Regions from separate parts of the Oryctolagus cuniculus genome. Here region 1 is linked to region 2. A link is a contact called in public Hi-C data. All regions are on one chromosome and are shown on one strand. Each heading gives the region's core, a stretch centred on a gene start, on an enhancer-like site or on the middle of the called end of the contact. The rest is flanking DNA. Distances are from core to core; before and after follow the strand shown. Region 1 overlaps MSN (moesin). Region 2 has its middle 46 kb from the start of MSN.

Region 1 (3,098 bases), core at 327-2,826, 88 kb after region 2:
TGGTGCCTGGGTAGAGCTGGCATCAGTCAGCAACCAAAAATCATAAATGTTTCCAGTCTACAAATACTTCCTGTGAAACTTGCAGGCAGGAAGCTGGGTCAAGCAGGAAATTGACTCAAGAGAGAGAAGCTCAGTTGGGTGTGGTCCCAGAGAAGGCTTTGCCCATTTAGAGATTTACTTTATTTAATGATGGGACCCTTTTATTTTAGCACTTGTGAAGTTTTATGGGAATTTTAAGAGTCTGTTTTTGGCCGCCTGGGGACAAACTTTTTCCTCACATTCCCTACCTCTTTGCCTGTTCTGTGCCTTCCTCAACCCCCAGTTAGGAGGTTTGTTGTGCCCGATGCCTAGGGACTTCCCAACAGTTGCTATCCAAGAGTTTGCAAAGGAAGCTGTCCTGGAAACAAGGCGTTTCTGAGTTTCCTTTCATGGTGTTATAAAAGACCTAGCCTCCCTTGAGTGGGTGCTGGTCAATCAATGCCTTAGAGTCTGAACATTAGAACTGTCCTCTGTTGAAAGCTACAATTCCAATCAGTGCCAGATTGGAGTTTTTCATGAAAGTAAAATGATCTAGTCTCTTCCACATAGTCTCTTTAGAGCAACAGTCTAATGGTTTGGGATTCTGCACTATTTATTGTCTTGGAGAACAAGGATGAGAAGTGCAGGAGGAAGAAGCCAGATGAGATTCCAGGATGACTGAATTGAGAGGGAATGGTCTTGCTAAGGAGGTGGGGAGGGGTAAGGGTAGGGGTGGGGTTGCTGCAGGGCAAGGAAAGATGAGCTGACTTTTGAGGTTTGGTTTGATTGAGCTGCTTTGAAAGTAAGGCCTGGAGTTAGGTGCAGACACTAAGGAGCTAATTTCCTACCTGACTTTCACATGCAGAGAGAAAAAGAGGGAGACTGTACTTGAGTCTAGGGTTGTGCAAAAGGCCCTACAAGTAAGGCTTGATTCATGAAGAAGCCGCAGCTTGCTAAAGTGACATCATCATTTCTGATTTTTTCAGCTTTGGCCTCTGCTCTGAGCTTTCCTCTCACAGTGACAACGTAGTTATGTTCTTCTGGCTAAGAGGGGTTAGTGTCCCAAACGTATGGTAATTGGAGAAGTAACAGTCTCCAGTATGCCCTTATCTCCCCATTGAAATACTCCTTGGGGATCTTTTGGAGAACATGGCTGGGTCAAAGCCAATGATGTAGGAGCAGTTGAAGAACTACTGCTGGCCCATTAAGGTGTGGGTGCAGGTGCGATTGGGTGTATTTCTCCTTTCAAGAAGTTACTGGGAAAAGGCACAGGCATAGGAAAGGTTTACCCCAGGCAAGTCTTGAGGCAACTCTTACAGGCTGTGTTAAGGGTCTGGAAATGGGCAGAAAGAGACCATAGAGGATAACTGTACCAGGCACGACCTCTCAGTCTATAGGGAAGAGGCTAAGTTATTGGGGAATGAGTTAGAGGAGGAGGAGGAGGAGGAGAAGGGTTAATAGCTCCTAGGTTAGAGATTCAAAGCAACCCTTGTCCCCCCTCCCCTCCCCTTAAGGAAAACAGCTGCTTCAGGCAGTGCTGTCATCCTAAGAGGCAAGACAGACCAGGCCCTGCTCTGCCCTGCCCTGCCCTGCCCTGCCCTGGCAGCAGGAAATGGTGGGTGCTGGAGCCTAAATAACAGGAATTGGCCTCCAGGTTGATGAAGCGGTTTGGGGGACACTATGGTGACTACTTTCTGGCCAGGGAAGAGATTGGAGTTTTGGGGTTGCCCTGGTAGGGCTTGTCCTACCTCTGGCTCCCATTCTTCACTTAGGCTTGCATTCCTTTCTACACCCGCAGCCCCACTAAAAGCCCAGAGGGAGTGGGCACTTGGGGAGACTGGGGAGGTGGCAGGTGGGAGGTGAGGTCATTGAGCTCAGACTCAACTGGGCTGACTCATAAGTTCTGCCCCAGGGAGACAAGGGGGCCTTCCCAAGCCATGCTTCCCAGATGTGCCCAGGCTCCCTATGCCAGAGACTTTGGGCCTTGGCCAAAATACTTGCCAAGGCGGTGTCTGAAGACAGCAGTGAAATCAGCATGACTAGAGAGGTGGGTGGAGTTGTGGAAGGAGCTCCAAGAATGTCCAGAAGACCTGCCTCCACCGCTTGCTAGCTGAGTAAATGTGGCCTCAGTGATGTTAAGTGAGATTGTGGGTGATGGGGCTGGCATGCAGCGTGCATTCAGTAAATGGCCGTTTCCATCCTTCATCTGCCTCTATGCCCTTCAGTTTTCTCATCTCTGAAGTGGGTCTGATAATGCTCGTCCCCTCCGGCTTGGAGTTCCATGCTTCAGGCAAGTTAGTGGTGAACATGTCACTCTCCCCCTTTCTCTCTGCGTTCCCTTCTGATTCTGACCAGGAAAGTCACCTTACATTTTAGTGACAAGGGGCAAGGGAGGGGAAACCATTCATTGCTAGATTCCCTCACTGGCACTGGGCCATTATCTGGGTGTCCTTGGCTTTAGAGAAAGAGAGGGGTCACTTATTGGAGGCTGATCAGGAGTAGAGGCCAAAGTACCACAGCTGCTGCTGCTAAGGCAGAGGTAACATATGGCCTGGTTATTTTATGTCTCAGGCCAGCCAAGTGGGGACACAGATAAGATCCCAGTTCATTGAAGCCTTTGGATGGTGGACCACTGAGATAGATTTGTCAGTGCTCAGAGAAGGGATTGGTGTGGGAAATGTCTGTTCAATTGTTTAATAAATGACAGTGGGTTTATTGTTCTTGGGCTATGAGTGGGAAGGCTAGTGTGTGTGAGAGGATGACACCCCTCCCCCAAGCACCCAGACACTTTTTTCTTTTTGGTTGTTGTTGTTCCTTAAACTCTTGATGTTCTCTAGAGACACAGTGTTTGACCTCAGGCTGTGCTAAGTCCTCAAACCCAGCTTAGGCAGGGATTAGCTGTATAAACAGTTCTTTTCTGGGGACTGCATCTTGAAATGCTACCCCACCCTGGTGTGCATCTCTGATTCCTGCCCAGCTGAGGGGCTGCCTGGGAGCTATTTGATGACTTTGGAGGCTTCCTTTTAAGGCCCTGGCTTCCCACACTAGACCAACCACTGCTCCTCTGTGAGAAAGCAGAG
Region 2 (3,147 bases), core at 297-2,796:
GCCTGGAGGTGGAAGATGTTGGAACAATTTGCTGCTTTCAGAGACTGTTCTAGTCCACAGCACTTAAGTCACAGATGACAAAAATGACATCTAGAGAATGGAGATGATTTTTTCAAGGACACAAAGAAAAGTGATAGCAAAGCTGGGACTTTTGTCACCTCAGAGGAATACTGTATCAACCTTTGTCAGCTCACCAGCATCAGCAATGGGTGATTAGAATTCCCAACTAAAAATACACTATTACAAGTAGCAGCAGTGGTGGCAGTGGTGGAATGAAGGCACAGAGGTGGGGCTAGGACGTTATGGAAAGCTTGGAAGCTTGTAGGGTAGGAGGTTAGGGTTGAAAAGGCCTTAGGGAATGGCTGGACCCTGCTTGGGCAGGAGAAGAAGAGGATAGAATGCCACAGAACATTATAAAAAGAACATGTCAGGGATGTAAGAAACCTGAAAGTGCATCAAGTCCAACCCTATCCTTCAGTTGGGGAAACTGAGGCCTAGGAAGGGGCTAGAACTTGACCTGGTTTATAATAGTGATCCAGGAGCAGAACAAGGTATGTTTTCTCTTGCAACTGGGATGGATGGTCAGATTTTTAACTAAGAGAGAGAGGGGGGAAGGGGCACAGAGTTTCCTGACCTTCTTAGTTATTCAATTATAGAATGGCAACTATGAATGTCGTAGTATGCACCTATTTCTGTAACAGAGAAGCCTATATCTGAATCCATCCTAAGCCTCTAGCACATAGTGCTGGGCAAAATGAGTCCATGGAGTTCTCAAAATTCAGTGACTGAGCCCGCAAATCCCTTAGACCTTAAGGCCTTCCCTGAATACTGAGTATGCCCAGTGTTCAATTTCTTTCTCATAGTTAGGTTCTAACTCCCACACTGAGATCACTCCTTTCTTCTGTCCAGGCATGAATTCTCTCTCCTCTGGGGAGGGTGGAGAGTAGATGGGGGATGCTGAAAAACAGCAATTTGAGCAGATCCTACCATTTGTTAAGAAATCTTTGTCTCATCAGTGAAAACTTCTTGGCCATGGAACTAACTTGGTCATACTCCACATCGCCCCAGATCTATCCATTTTGTCCATGGAAGAGCCCCCAGTGGTCCTGTCTCTGCCTAGCCTTAGAAAGCCTCCTGTTTCTGATGGCTGGGTGGGGAGAGCCAGTCTCTTAGCACACACTTCCTATCTGAATCCCCCTCATTCGGAAGGGCAGGGAAGTCGGTGGGTCAATCCCAGCCTGTGTTTGGCCTTATTGGGTGAAGCACCCATTTGTCTTCAGTGTTGGTCTCCTGCCTCAGCTAGCTAGGCCTGCACTTTCAGGTCAGACCCATAGAGGGCAGCCTCTGCCAGTTTATGAGAAATTTTTCTGGGTGTGGCCTCTCCCTCCACTTCCTTTTCAGTCCTCGTAAAATTCTAGAACTATAGGCTGTGAGAATCAGCGGGTGTGTTTAGACGCCTTATGTTCAGATCCCCTCATAACAAAGATACAGCAGCTAAGGCCCTCAGAAAGGGCACGACCAGGCTAAACTCAGATAATGATCCAGTCTCTAAGAGTCATGGACAGAACGCAGATTTCCTGAGTTCCAGGTCCAAATTCTTGAAACACACCGCTAAGCATCTAATCCAAATGTCTCATTTGATAGTTATGGAAACTGAGGCCCAGGAGAGAACTTATCTAACATTGTAAGTTGGTGTGCCAGAGCTAAGACTTGAGCCCTGGTCTTCTAAATCCCAGTTCAGCACTCGTGAAAGATAACATTAGGCATCTAGTTCAGTCTGCATTTTACAAAAGAGAAGTACGCAGACAGGGAATGCCATTTGCCTGAAGCGACAGAGTGAGTTTGGGACAGTCAGAGCTACAGCCCCAAGCTGGCTGTGGAACTCGACTGAGTGGAAATAGGGACTGGAAGTTTTAGTCAGTGACTTAAGAGCCTCTCAGTCTCAAAATTAAACAGCAGAGGTCAGGATGTAGTCCTCCCTTAAGCTGACCGTTGATTTTCAAAGGGGCTGAAATCGGGGGCACTGTGTGTGTATGCGTGTGTGTGTGTGTGTGTGTGTGTGTAGGGGAGGAATGTCCACCCCTGTTCTGCCCCCCAACACACACAGAAAAAAAAATTCTCTACAAAAGGCTCACCTCATTTCTCCCCTTGCAAGGCCTCCGGCTTTGAGAGTGAGAGGATGACTCACTCGGCGCCCACAGTCGCCGCGCCGGAGAACATAATTGCTAGCTGGGACATCACCATAGCACCCGGCCATCACATTTGCAGAGCGCTGTCTTGTTTTTGTCAGAGCTCTTTCCTATCTCTTTTTTTTTTCTTCACTGCAACTTCCCCAGGCCCCAGAGAGACAGATGAGGCAGATATCATTACCCTTTATTTGTAAAGCAGAAACTGATTTATGGCTGGTGGGCAAAGGGGAAGCCAAGCAGGTTTACAACAGACTGAGACTAAATCTCTTGATCCTTGGATTTCCAAGTTTCTGGAGTGTTTTGCATAAATATCTACAGGCCCAGAAGAGGCGTCAGTGTTCCCCCCCCACACCACCCACCACCAAGTGCCTGGTGGTGATTCCCTCCCTCACTTATTAATCACTGAGCTAGAGCCACACTCTGACTTAGGCTTTCGCTATATACAAAGCAGAGCCAGACCCTGTCCCTAAGCGTTCATAATCTGGATGTTGATTGGGTCACCACACCACCCATCATAAACCTGAGCCTCTCTTTTCCTCCTGGCATAATGACCTCAACAGTGCCTTTCAACTAATGGCACTGAACCAGGTTTATTCTCTTTGCAGAGCACTTGATTGAGAACACGGAGGCCAGCATTCTAGTTTCAGTTCTTCCATCATTGCCCCATGTAGGAGTGGACCAGTCCTTTCCTGTTTGTGAGTCTTAGTGTTCACATATGCAAAATGTTTGGATGAGAGGGTGGGAATATGGTTGCTAAGAACCCCTGGCTCAGATCATCTAGAAGCTGAAGAACCTTTGCTGTCTGTGGGCAGTGCCCTTTCTTTGGGTGAAAGGCTGGAAGGTAGGAGCCAGCTGGCTCTGTCATGAGACCTTTCATCCTTTCATCTTCTTCCTCAGTCCTGTGACCCCCTGCCCAAGGTGTGGGGAGGGGGACTTGAGATTTCTGAGGACCTCAAAG

What was found. A called contact is a pair of places that touch in the nucleus more often than the background predicts.
Region 1: a Hi-C map of an unstated tissue shows a contact between it and region 2, with 4 times the contacts expected there. The contact joins two enhancer-like sites. A contact is called at or near these places in 3 of 6 Hi-C or Micro-C datasets (ear pinna, psoas muscle and an unstated tissue).

What each region holds. Positions count from the first base shown.
Region 1 is chrX:45,625,400-45,628,497 of mOryCun1.1, forward strand. All of the region lies in intron 1 of MSN (moesin), which reads left to right. Among named protein-coding and RNA genes, the nearest start is that of MSN, 42 kb to the left of the region's middle. Within about 2 kb of position 1,577, at least 1 of the 8 cell types and tissues checked has an H3K27ac peak or open chromatin away from gene starts, as enhancers often do.
Region 2 is chrX:45,537,890-45,541,036 of mOryCun1.1, forward strand. No RefSeq gene overlaps it. Among named protein-coding and RNA genes, the nearest start is that of MSN, 46 kb to the right of the region's middle. Within about 2 kb of position 1,547, at least 4 of the 8 cell types and tissues checked have an H3K27ac peak or open chromatin away from gene starts, as enhancers often do.